Linked DNA regions of Mus musculus: region 1 is linked to region 2. Evidence: chromatin contacts called from public promoter capture Hi-C data. All regions are on one chromosome and are shown on one strand. Each heading gives the region's core, a stretch centred on a gene start, on an enhancer-like site or on the middle of the called end of the contact. The rest is flanking DNA. Distances are from core to core; before and after follow the strand shown. Region 1 holds the start of Il1rl2 (interleukin 1 receptor-like 2). Region 2 has its middle 26 kb from the start of Il1r1.

Region 1 (6,791 bases), core at 3,043-5,542, 84 kb after region 2:
CAGGCAGCTAGCTACCTTGCCCCTTGCTGAGAGAGACCACTGGGGAGAAGCTAGTGTGACAATTGAAGAGAGGCAGAAGGGTGTCCCGACAGAGAGAGGCTGAGCAGAATGCTTAGATAGCTGCAAAAGGGTGTTGGTACCAATCAGAGCACTTCACATGCATATGGAGGATTCTACAGACATTTACCACTTATATTCCAGCCATGGCTGTCTCTGTACCAGCCCACTGGGGTATGTGTTCCCTTTCTGGCTCAGGCAGGAAAGAATGCAACATCCTTTGGAGTTCACTGAGGCCCAAAGCAGCAACAAATCTAGTATGAATTGTCTGAGACTGCCCGGCAGAGGCTACACCTTCAAGAGCCAGCACACTCCATTGAGAACTTGGGGAGCTGCCTCAAGGCATCCACCAGAGAGTTCATGGCTCAGCAGCTAAAGGTACTTTCTACAAGCCAGGTGACCTGCACTCAATCCCTGGAACCCTTGTAAAGATGGAAGGAAAGAACCTGCCCCCCAAGGTTCTCTGATGTCCATATATGTGTCTTGGCACATGTATTCTTCACCCTAGAGTGTGCACTCTTGCGCATGCGTGCACACACGTGTACACACACACACCACTATATGCCCTCACATATACATATACCCCTATATGCACACACACCCCTATATGCCCACAAATATCCTATATGCACACATACACCTATGTGCACACACATACCCCTATCTACACACACACATTCACATCCATACACATACAAAAACTTAGCACAAACCTTTGTCCATGCTGCTCTACTTGAAGAATGCTCTGTAAGTTGCTATTAAGGCTGCCAAATGGATAGCTTTTCTGTTTCTCTTGGCCCTCTGGATTTTCTTTCCCCTAGTTTTTAGATAGGCAGAACCAAGCCACCCTTTCCAAAGTCACTTGCTCCTCTCCCTGATAGTTTGCTTGGTGTGGTTACAGAAGGACAGTAGCTCTTCCGGTTCTTGGCTGACTACATTCCACAGAGACTGTGCGGCTCTCTCACACACAGGGTTGCAGTGTTGGGCACACACCTAGAAATCACTGTGAGTGTGAGAGTCAAAACCGATGTCCTTTGAAATGAATGCTTCTTTATTAGTTAAGTATTAATGTTTAAAAGCTTTACTTACAAGTACCTGGGCTATGGGACTGCCTTTGCTCCCGATTCATGCCAACCTTCATTAATGGCCAAGTGTGCTGAGACAGGAGCCAGGTCCTCTAACTCCCAGATAACTAGTTACCCTTTCTAACCATCTTCTTTCTGCAGATGACATTGGAGAGGAATAAATGCAAGTCCTTTTATTTTTGATAAGGACATATGTCCGAGTTAAGTTTGAAAAGGTAGCCCCAGGAGCATCAAGAGTAGATAAGGATTTAGGGTGTTAATGTACAAGCAGAATGAGTTGCAGCACTGGTTGGCACCAGAACTTGCCAGCAGCTCCAGGGCCCTGTGACTAGGAGCCAGCACCACTTGGAAAGTGTCAGGGCAGATGGCTTCCTGCTTGCCAGGCTGGAAAGACCAGGAGACATCAACTACTGACTACTGGCTGAGTATCCTGAAGATCTGTTTGCACCTCTACCTCTAGTTATATGTTTTGAAGAGAAGTGTCATCGAGGAATCATAACGAGGTTAGATAGATGGACAGCCGTCTGGAAAACTAGCTTCCTCTTTCTATGGACCCAGAGGAACAAGACTCCTGACGGAGGCCACACTGCCAGGCTTCCTTTTTCTAGAAGGGGAAATGATTTGCTAATAGGACTTTAGTTTGTAGTGGGAGCTCTTGGAGGCAGTGGGTTTCTTCAAGCCCAGGCTAAAGGACTCCTGGATGTGTGCACTCGTGGCTGTGACTGTAAAGAATCACACAGTAATCATTAACTTCTGAGGCTCTGTGGTGCTGGTTATCGTACCAGGCGGCACCCCATGTATTTGCCGCTCTACCCAACACATATCCAGATTTTAGGTTCTACCCCAATGTATGGTTTGTGGGTCTCTAAATTTCATGTTAGACAGAAGTTGAGAAAGTGCTGAGATTTATGTCATAACCATATAGGTCAAAACAGAAAGGCCAAAGGGAGTATCTTCCTCTGGTATCTGTGGAGAGGTTGCCTGACTGAGCAACCAAGGCGCACATGCACATAGCCAACACAGATGAACACACATAATTAAACATAGTCAAAGTAAAACTTAAAAAGTAGAAAGAGAGAGCTCTTGCCCCAGACATCTACCTGTTGGCCCTAGAATATGGAGACGGACAGAGCTTCCTCTCCAAATCAGAAATACCTTGTCAGAGCTGGTAATGACCTGGGGCCAGGGCCTTGGGGGGAGCTGTGACCTCAGATCCTGAGATCTCAACTCTTCTGACTGTATGGAGTTATTGGTTATCAGTCTCAAGGCCATTGTATGCATGGCCTATATATAGTATTCTCCAGAAACCCTGTGTTCCTCTCTTGCAACACTGTTTGATTAGCTTCCTGCTGACTTTGTCCCGTTGTCGGGTAGCTTCTTTGGACACCCCCATTTCTCCCCTGGAAGTTGTACATCAAATAATGCTGTACTTTTTAAATAAGCTTGCTTGGCTCAAGCCATAGCTTGTACAAGACCTCCAGATCCCAAACTTTTTTTTTAAATCTTCTCTCTCTTCTATCCTCTTTATCTTCTGATCTCCTGGTTCTCTCTCTCTCTCTCTCTCTCTCTCTCTCTCTCTCTCTCTCCCTCTCTCCCTCTCTCCCTCTCTCTCTCTCTCTCTCTCTCTCTCTCTCCCCTGTTACTGAAGAAGGGCTTGCTGGTCTAGGCCCTAACCCCCACTCTCTGTGTCTCAGGGGAACACAGCAGCCATGAGCTCAGTAGCACACACCGACTTGCCCTGCCTTTGTGTATTATTAGATCTACTCTTTCCCCATGCAACTCCCCCGCCCCCATGCCTTCACCCTGCCATTCCTCTTCAGCTCTATGTGCACCTGGTTTGAAAACCTGTGCTGTTCCCTTAGTGCTTTGCGCTTTAGGCTGTCTTTAGTGGTAAGGGTACCAATTCCGGGGTGAGGAGGAATTAGTGTGAGATTATATTTTTCCTGATTTAAACATTGTAATATCTTTTAATTTTGCCTATAATAATGGCAGCCATTGTATTGTCGTTCCCAGGCCCCATGTGATCTAGCCACACCTACTTCCATACTTCAGTTTACCCAGCTCTCCCCTCTGCTGTGTGGCAATCACTCTCCCTTCATTTCAGTTTTTTTTTTTGGAGTGTCCCAAACTCGGTCCTTCAGAGACTTTGTACTGACGGTTCATTCTGTAGGGATGTAAATGGCTGTTGCAGAAGATCAGACTTTGGTCCCCAGAACCCATATCAGGTAACTCACAAACACCTGTAATTCCAGCTCCAAGGGAGCCGACACCCTCTTCTGGACCCTATGGTCACCTGCAGTCACATGCACATAGCCAGTGCAGATGCACACACATAATTAAACATAGTAAAAATAAAACGTAAAAAGTAGAAAGAGAGAGCTCTTGCCCCAGACATCTACCTGTTGGGCTCCAGGCCACTGCTCAGGAGAAAGGCTGTGCCTTATCATATTCTTTCCACCTGTCTCCTAACTGTATTTCATATCTTATGTGCTTCCTAATAGTTGAATATCTCTTTTAAAAAAATGTTATTTACCAGAAAATCATGGTGGCAAGCTGTTGAAGGGCTCATGTCTCTAAGCTGTCTTCCCAACACTCAGTGTGCCATCGGACACATTCGGATGCCTTTAATATTTGGCAAGAACATGGGGCATCAGAATCCTTCTCTAGAGAATGGTGTCATGGAATAATCAGTCAGAGGTTTGCCAACGCAGACGAGGGCACACCTACCTAATGATCCAGGAGCTTCTCTCAGACGTGTAAGAGACATTGCCAGGATTGTCGCGGCAACATTATGTATAATAATTAGCAAAACGTAAAAAAAATGGGACAACCAAAATGGCTAAGGGAGAGAGACACGTCGGTTGCTCATGCTCACAGGATGGGGCAAGCCTTTATTGAGAAGGACCACACCTCAAATGTTTAAATCCCGCAAGTATAATGCTTTTATTAAAAAGTAAGTTATGTAAGTGCACAGTATAGTAAATTTTATACAGTGACTAGGAAATCTTATGTAAGAATATCTTACATTGCTTAAGGAATTTCCTGCTTCTCCCTCTCTGCTCTCCACCCCCACACACCACTCAGACACACACAAAGGGAGGGGGAGGGGAGAGAATAAGCACCAAGCTGAAGACTGGGAGTTTGGGTTTGGGCGGACAGAGACCGGAAGCTGGGAGATGATGGCTTCTGATGTTTGTTGCTTACGCGACACAGCTTGTTTGGAATTATGTGGCCCTTGACAACTGCGTGGCACACACTTCAAGATACAAAAGTGAGAAGAAGAGGGGGGTCACCAGAGGAGACTGAAGTCAGTAAGTTTCTACCAAAGCTGGGTTTCTTCTGGCCACTCCAAACAAAGCTGAAATTGTCCTTCAGACCTCTGTGAGTACAGTCTCAGTTCCTTCCGTAGTTCTCTGGGAGGTTCTGCGTGCACACACGTGATAGTTTTGTGTTTTTATTTTTAAAACTTCAATCAGTTTTGTCTTAATTTTATATATTACTGGGGTTTGGTGCGCACTAATTGAACCCAGCTTCTTTTCACCGGCTTCATCCACCCACCCCTGTAATCTCTCTTCTACATCTTAGCTTCCTGTTTGTTTAATTTCCGTATAGGTAGGACGTTTCTTCTGTTTCTCATTCCGCTTAACGTCGTGGTTTTTGTTTTTGTTTTCCCTGAAAACTCACTATCCCCATATCTGTTCTGTATCCAGAACTAATGATTGATTCCTCATGCATCAGCAGACTTACTCAACACAGAGATCATCCCAGAATTGTAAGGCAGAGTGCTTCTGCCAAGGGACAGTACTCGGACAGACACGTGTACATCTTAACTTTGTGAACCTGGGACAGCTAGTCAGACTGACGCTGTGGTTGTTTTCAAAGTCTTACAGTTTCTAATCCACAAAGACTCCGAGGGATGCCCACTAAGAAGCTGTTGGTCTGACAGCGTTTGCCGCCACTGCTCTTCTCAGTGCCTAGTGGGGTCTCCAGTGTCTCTGGCGCAGGAAGACAGGTCCGAGCAAGCATTACTTTATGGCAAGTTTAGACTGACTGTATCGGTGCTCAACCTGTCGGGAGTCTGCTTTACCTAAGATCTGGCACGAGGACGGGGCTGGGGTGGGGTTAATGCCTTTTCTCAGAAGCGCTTCCACCTCTGGAATAGTCCATTTTAGGACAGTGCTGGGTGTGTAAGAACCGCTCAGATAGTGTTTGGAAAGGATATAATAATTTTTAGCGATGATCTGGAGCATATTTAAGCCGACATTCCTGATAGATGAACGTGCTGGCCTGGGATCAGGAAAAAAAGACTGAACGATTTTCGAAGGACGGATTATTTCTGTCCTGCTCCACTTGGGGAAGGTGAGTCTGTTCCGCCCGCGGCGGAGAAGCGATGCCCAAGGTGCAGAGTGCGGTGACCAACCAGGATTCGGTCCCCAGAGTGGTTCCCGCTCTGCTCCACGAGACCCAGCGCTCTGAGACCCCATAGGCAGGTGGAGCAAGCCCGGGGCAGCCGGAGCGGAGGGAGTTAGCGATCAATAGTCACTGGGGCGGCTAGAAGACTCCGACCTGGAAAGTGGGCCGGGACTTGGGTCAAACTCTGGGATTCCTGCTCTCCCTTGCCCTTTCCAGGTGGGCCAGCACTTACCGCTCAGCCAGCGAGCACATAGGGTTACAGGGGAGCCCCTCCGACCCATGCGATCCCAGATGCACGCTGGGCGGGTCCACAGTCTGCTCTGGCTGGGGTTCAGTCTCCTGGCCCTGGCTTGATCCAAGTGCCAGCACATCTGGCCCTGTCTCCCAACTCCCCACCAGTCCCCTTCACAGGCCAGTCGGCGTTTACTGGCTTCTGAAGGTCTGGTGTAATGGAGATGGGGAAAGGCTGGCCTTGGAACGGAGGGAGGCCAAGTGGAGGGCTCCCCATGCAGAGGGGAAGGAAGGCCAGTGACCTGAACTGGGACTGACATTCTGGATTCTCTAAAATTGTGTGCGGGAAGGTACCAGCCTCACTGCATCCCTTACTTCTACCATTGTCCTCTCTTTTCCTTTGTAGCCTGAGATGGGGGTTACATCTTTGCTCTTCTGTGGGGTGTTTTTCCTGCTTCTGCTTTTCGTGGCAGCAGGTAAGTTCTGCGGGTCTGTGAGTCCTTGTATCCCAGAGACCTGTTGCCTTGCCAGCAGCATCCTTTGTCATTCATCTCCGTGCCCCTGACTCACCCACTTGCAGGGGCATCAACTAAGCCCCAACCTTGCTAGTCACTCTTTCCACCAGATAATCTGGCAGGCCGGTCAAAAAGGGAGCGGGGAGGGAGGGATAGGAAAAGTTCATTCCCAACTTCTTGGAGGCTCAACCCCCAAATGTCACCTTGGAACTTTGGACTAACAGGTGATACAGAGAAGTCCTCAAACACTCGAGTGGACTCAGTTCCAATGCTTAAACAGATGGGCTACTAGTGTCATCTATTTCATATAAAGGGCTATTTTATGGTCCAAAACTACCAGAGAGTACAAGTTTCTAAGAAAACCCAACTTGGTAGAAATGGGCTTTAAAGGGAAGCTGTCTTTAGAACCAAGCACTGTGGAACGAGGATACATCTGACTGCAAGTATAGGCAGGAAAACGACCAGGTTGGTTCTATGTTGAGACAGAGAC
Region 2 (6,132 bases), core at 1,583-4,082:
ATGCAGCTGTGAGCAACAGGAGACCCTTCCATAAGCAAGGTGAAGAAAAGATTGACACCCAAGGTGACTGTTTGACCTCCACGTGCATGTACGAAGAGGTGGTGAAGAGGGAGATGAAGAGACAGGATGAAGGAGAGAGAGGCACAAAGGAGGGGGAGAGAAGACAGAGTGTGACCAGTGTGGGCTGGTAGTCTTGGGTTCTATAAGAGAGCAGGCTGAGCAAGCCAGAAAAGAACATTCCTCCATGGCCTCTGCATCAGCTCCTGCTTTCTGACCTGCTTGAGTTCTAGTCCTGCATCCTTTGGTGATCAACAGCAGTATGGAAATGTAAGCCGAATAAGCCCTTTCCTCCCCAACTTGCTTCTTGGTCATGATGTTTGTGCAGGAATAGAAACCCTGACTAAGACAAATTGGTACCAGCAGAGTGGGGTATTCCTGTGACAACCTGACCATGTTTTGGGGAGGACTGTGGAAGGACTTTGGAACTTTGGGCTTGAAGATCCATCCGTTGTTAAGAGGTCTGTCGGATGTTGTGTAGGAGCTTGGAAGATAATGTTGAGAACACTGCAGAAGATGGAGGTCTGGTTTGTGAAATTTCAGAGGCAAAATTAAAGACTCTTTTCGGGGCCATTGCTGTTTTGATTGTGAAGTTTCTGTAGTTCTGGTTAGCTGGGGCTGATGAATCAGCTGTGATTAACAAGATACCAGAACTACCAAAGCAAAAACTTTGCATTACTGGGACTATTGATGCTGGTTAGCTGGAGCTAAGAAATTAGCGGGGATTAAGAAGAGACCAGCATCATTGAGGTGACATCTTCTGGGAAGTGTTTTCTGAAAGCACAAAGAGGCTGTGTTCCAGAGATGGCCAAGGTTGTACTCCTGCTGCAGCGGGACTTGGTAATATGTAAGGGTCACCCAGGTGGTACTGGATTTGAAGGCATGAAGGGGTCATGCAAAGCAGCTGAGGCTCGGCACGGTGAGAGGCCATGGAAGGCCATTGGTGAAGGTGCAACCTTGGTTGCAATTAAAGACCCAGGATTGAAGGGGTCATGCAGTGTTTTGGAGATGCCAGTACCATGAGATGACCACCAAGAGCAGCAGCAGCAGTGGAGTACAGGCATCTGGAGCCTAGAGGACGACGCATGTGCTACAAAGGGCCTGGCTGGAGAAGTGACCCAAGCCCTTGGAGGAGCCCAGAAGATCGTGAGTTGGATCCCAGACATTGGACGGTTGGAGATTGACTTTTGCTTTTGATTGTGACTGTGCCCTGATATTTTCCCTCTTGAAGGAAGAAACTGTTTTAGTGGAGCCCACAGTTAAGAGACTTTTAATTGTAAAAAGACTTTGGATTTTAAAAGAGATGGATATTTTTAAGAATATGTAAAGACTGTGGGACTTTTAAAGTTATTTAGATCTTGGGGATGAATAAGATTGTAAGGGTTGAGGCTTACTAGTGATGGTTTTGTGTGTCAAGTTGACAAGGGGTCAATTGTACTGGCTAGTTTTGTGTCAACTTGACACAGCTGGACTTATCACAGAGAAAGGAGCTTCAATTGAGGAAATGCCTCCATGAGATCTAACTGTAAGGCATTTTCTCAATTAGTGATCAAGGGGGAAAGGCCCCTTGTGGGTGGGACCATCTCTGGGCTGGTAGTCTTGGGTTCTATAAGAGAGCAGGCTGAGCAAGCCAGAAAAGAACATTCCTCCATGGCCTCTGCATCAGCTCCTGCTTTCTGACCTGCTTGAGTTCTAGTCCTGCATCCTTTGGTGATCAACAGCAGTATGGAAATGTAAGCCGAATAAGCCCTTTCTTCCCCAACTTGCTTCTTGGTCATGATGTTTGTGCAGGAATTGAAACCCTGACTAAGACAGAGTGATACATATATTTTAAAGCAGAAGGGTAAAGAGAAAGAGTCAGCAAGCCTAGCATGCTAGATCAGTTGTCTGAGCTGCCTGGGAGGCAGAGAGAGCTCAGGGTGGTAGGCTTCAACTTTGGAGACTGAGATGAAGTTCAAGTGGAATTTGCTCAACAGTAGTTATTCAGCTAATCTGGGTTGCTAGGAGAATTGGAGGGTTTTGTTTCACTTCAATGGGAGAAAAAAGAAGCCCATGTTGGTTACACAGTTGGGATAGCCTCAGCATTGCATCGACAGGGTGGGTGTATGGTTTGGCTTTCAGTGCTGGACAGCCCCTCCCATCTCCTCATCTCTCATTTTCTCTAGCCTCTAACACATCCTATGCTCTTAAGTGTACTCCTCCGAAGCAGAAAGGCCTTGTTTTGCCCCAGTATCATCTTGGTGTTGCTAGCAATGGCAGCAAACCCCTGAAGACAGAAAGCAAAGTGATTTGGAGGTGGTTGGTTTGTTTGTCCCAAAAGGATTGAACAGTGCTGGGCTGTTGAGTCTTTGGGAAATATGGCAATGACTATTATTTTATTTTATTTTCTAGATATAAGGGGAAAAAAGAATAAGAGTTGGTCAGATTTGGGCATAAACAGAAAGTGATTTGTTTTAACTTTTAAATGTTTCTCAATATATTGTGAAGATTTTAATTATAAGAAAGTGCTTGGGTGGCAAAGGGGAGTAGAGAAAGAGAGGTTTTCTTATAGCTGCGGTCTCTCTCTCTCTCTAGCTAGATCTGGTTATTGATCACGTGACATTGTTTAGAAGTGGTAAAGGATACAAGAAAACAAAGAGGGTTCTGGAACCCCCTCTCCTGCCCGGGTTTGCTGCTCTCCATTGGTAACGAAAGGGTGAATCATGTTGTTGGTCTGATTGGTCTTGGGGATTATGACATTTTCGGTGCATAATTTGCATGTGGATAGCTTCTCACTTCTGCTTCCTTGTGCTCTGCTGTCAATTCATAATTCCCTTGTGACACTCATTTGGCTGGACTTGAAAGAATCTCATAGAAATGAGGAAGAAAAAGAAATCATGTTAAAAAGGTGGCGTTTCACCACACAAAGAATCGATCTACGTAAGGAAACAAAATACTGAAGAGTCTTAGGTATTTTCTCCTCTTGGAAGGCTATAGTTATAATGTGTCAGTTTCAAATATTGGGCAATACTATGCCATAACTACTCCCTGGGCAGGCTTGTGGAGCAGAGAGCTTCTAGCTGACTCCTCATCTCCAGGCTAGGAATTCCCATGACTGTGTCAAGGTTTTTTTTTTTTTTCATGGGTTTCGAGATGAAATTTTGGTCCCTGTGCTTGCTTGAGCCTCCCTAGTCCCCATTAACTCCTTGTTTTCTCATCAAGCTCTGTGACCAGTTTTGGATAAATAGTCATTTTTTTTCCTAGTTAGAGCACCCCTCAGATCATAGCACCTTCCCTGCCAGTCTTTGAGGTAACCATATAAGAACCCCCCCAAAAGCACTTACTATGTAATTAATATCTACCACGGCCAGCATTCCATTTATATTTTTGCCTTCACTTAGGATAGACGTTGTTATTCCCATGATCAGATGAAGAATTGGGTAAGACTGAGCAGGCACACTGGGCAGCACTGGCCATCTCCTCAGGCTTCTCCAACAAAAATTTCAGGCAGTTGAAGGGATATTCACCCAGGAGCAGTTAGTGCTTGGCTCTTTTGTTGACATCACAAAATAAAATAGATGCACTGTCGAATTTCTTTGGATTTCCTGGATCATGAAACTGTTGTTGACAGTTATTAATGGCCCAAAGAGGCACTTGTGACCTGCCATCCCTGATTGCCCTGAATGTTCCATACTTAATAATATATTTAGATTAATTTAGGTTTTATTCCAAGCCTGGAAAGTCCCCCTAGGAACACGTTATATGGATTTCTCTGAAACAGCCTTTGAGTGTGGAAATTGCGGGGCAGAAAACATTTACTCAGTCCCACCTTCCAGGCAAGCACTTGTTTCAAGAGTCAGCCTCTTTTATTAAGACCTTGGAAAACTACCAGAGTGGTTACCCCCTGAAGTTTCTTATCAAGATCAGACCAGAATGCACATATCATGTCTACCAAAGAAATTCCTCTATATCTCTACATATGCACAAGTACACATTAATACAGTTTCTCCCTGTACATAGCATTGGTCAACATTTCAACATCTTAGACTTTTCTGGCAGAGGGAAACATCTTTATTTTAGGAGACATAGGCAGACACCTTCATTCTACTTAAAAGTGGGGGCTGGTCCCCACCAAGATCAAGACATATTAAGAAATTTGAGACATTCAGCCTGCTCCCCATCGTTGGCAAGGGGAGGCTGATTGGTCATCCCCAAGAGGTGATGATTCTATGAATATTCATGAGCTAGGGTTGGGAGAGTCTGGGTGTTGAGCATGTCATAGGAAGCCTGCCTGACATGGACTCTTGAAGCCCCTTCCCATATACCTCTGTGTCTCAGCACTGGCCTGCGTATGTGTCCGTTGTCATCCTCTATCGTATGAGATCTCACTGAAAAGTTCTCCTGTGTTCTGAAGTTATCCTAGCAAAGTATAGAATATGAGAAGTTGTAGGGTCCTTGACTTGGGGCAGAGGAGGGTGACAACCTTGCTCTGGAAGTTGGCATTTGCAGCAGAGAAGGCTGCTTTTGAGACCAAGCCCTCTGATTATGGAGTCATTATTAACATTTGTCAGTGTCAGAACTGAACTGAATTGTAGAACACCCAGCTGGCGTCTGAGAAATCCTTGCAGTAGGATGAACATCTCCATGCATCTGGTCACACTGGATATGGACACGCAGAACAAAACAAAAACAAAACAAACTATTTTACACATGCATCTAACTTTGTCAAAATAAAATAGAGCCAACTCTGCAAATAGAAATTTAAGTATGTAAGGGATGCTTAGGATAAAATTTCCATGCTGACATTATTATAAGTGATACCTTTCTTTGGAGAATTTAAATACAGTTAAAAGATAAGCTCCTACTGGACTTCACAAACACTCCTTTGTCTGTGGGTAGTTTTCCTTTTAAAACACTCTGTGCTGCCTGGTAAAGCCTGGCTACTCACTGTGGAAACCATAGTGAAATCAGAGCCAAAAAACCCAGAGAAGACATGTGCTGTCTGTAGGTTATTGTTTAACCTATCTTAAGTGCATGAGATTAACTTCTGGATTGCAACTCAGTGACATGGTCTCAGAGAGATTTCACATTCAGTTAATATACTGGGAAATATGTGGCAAGCCGGGTGCCAGATGGCTTTCTCTACCAAACAGGGATTTAGTTTGAAGAGACTTCATGGAAATTGCATAACAAACCCAGGCTGTTAGCATTTGGTTGAATAGGTAGATCTTATTTATTTTAATTTCTTAGCTGCATTGAGATATGATTGGCAAATAAAAGCTGTATCTTTTAAAGAAAGATATTGTGGTGATATGATGAATTCATTTATTGTTGAATGAGCCCTGAAATCATGTCACTTGGTCACTTGGCATATCACTTTATATGAGCTATCATTTTTTTTTTTTTGACTATGGGCAGAACATTTATAACCAACAAATGTGCACAGCAATGTCACTCGTGATTTCAATCCAGATAGTCACCCACAAGCTCATGTTTTAAGGCTATAATTTGTGAGGTTATTTTGCTAATTATCAATTTTTAAATATTTAATGTGCATATGCACATGTGAGGTGCATATGTTTGCATGTGTGTGAGAGTGAAAGTATTCACCCATGCAGGCATGTTTAGAAGCCAGAGGTGGATGTGATGTGTCTTCCTCTATCACTCTCTGCTTTAGTTTTTGAGACATGCCCTCTCACTGAACCTAGAACTTGCCATTTTGGGTAGACCAGTTGGCTAATGCTTTGTCTTTACCCTTCTTTGTTCCTTCAACACTGGGGTTTTGTGACTCCGTATCTGGCTTTCACATGAGTGTTGCGGTTTGGACCAGGCACTCACTTAGACTTGCCCAGCAAGTACTTTGCCCACTGAACCATCTCTCTTCCAGTACTAGTTTAAAGGTACTGCAGCTTTTGGCTGGTTGAAGTAGGTCATTAAAACCTTGCCTTTGAAGTTTATGACTGCACAAATGTGTTCTCTCAATTTTGGCAGCTCAAAGAAACGACAGTTTGGTTTCTATAGCAAATAGCCCAACATTACAAGGCAGCAGACAGGCAAAACCCCCTTTTCTGGAGCAGCTCTCCCCCTCCCCCAGTA

The links. Promoter capture Hi-C pulls out the DNA fragments that hold promoters and counts their contacts.
Region 1: a contact with region 2 is called in a promoter capture Hi-C map of macrophages, with 5 read pairs. The contact joins the promoter of Il1rl2 here to the enhancer-like site in region 2. A contact is called at or near these places in 2 of 39 promoter capture datasets (the SN4741 cell line and macrophages), 2 of 484 Hi-C or Micro-C datasets (the 3T3-L1 cell line and cerebral cortex), 1 of 115 datasets of contacts at active chromatin or transcription factors (pancreatic cancer cells) and 3 of 9 other capture datasets (adipose tissue, liver and pancreatic islet).

What each region holds. Positions count from the first base shown.
Region 1 is chr1:40,320,297-40,327,087 of GRCm38.p6, forward strand. It overlaps Il1rl2 (interleukin 1 receptor-like 2), which reads left to right and starts at 4,293. Exons shown (of 11, transcript NM_001356478.1): 1 at 4,293-4,453; 2 at 6,193-6,262. The coding sequence starts at 6,199.
Region 2 is chr1:40,237,794-40,243,925 of GRCm38.p6, forward strand. It overlaps a transcript of Il1r1 not described here. Among named protein-coding and RNA genes, the nearest start is that of Il1r1, 26 kb to the right of the region's middle. Within about 2 kb of position 2,833, at least 30 of the 459 cell types and tissues checked have an H3K27ac peak or open chromatin away from gene starts, as enhancers often do. A contact at or near this core is called in macrophages, where this site is marked.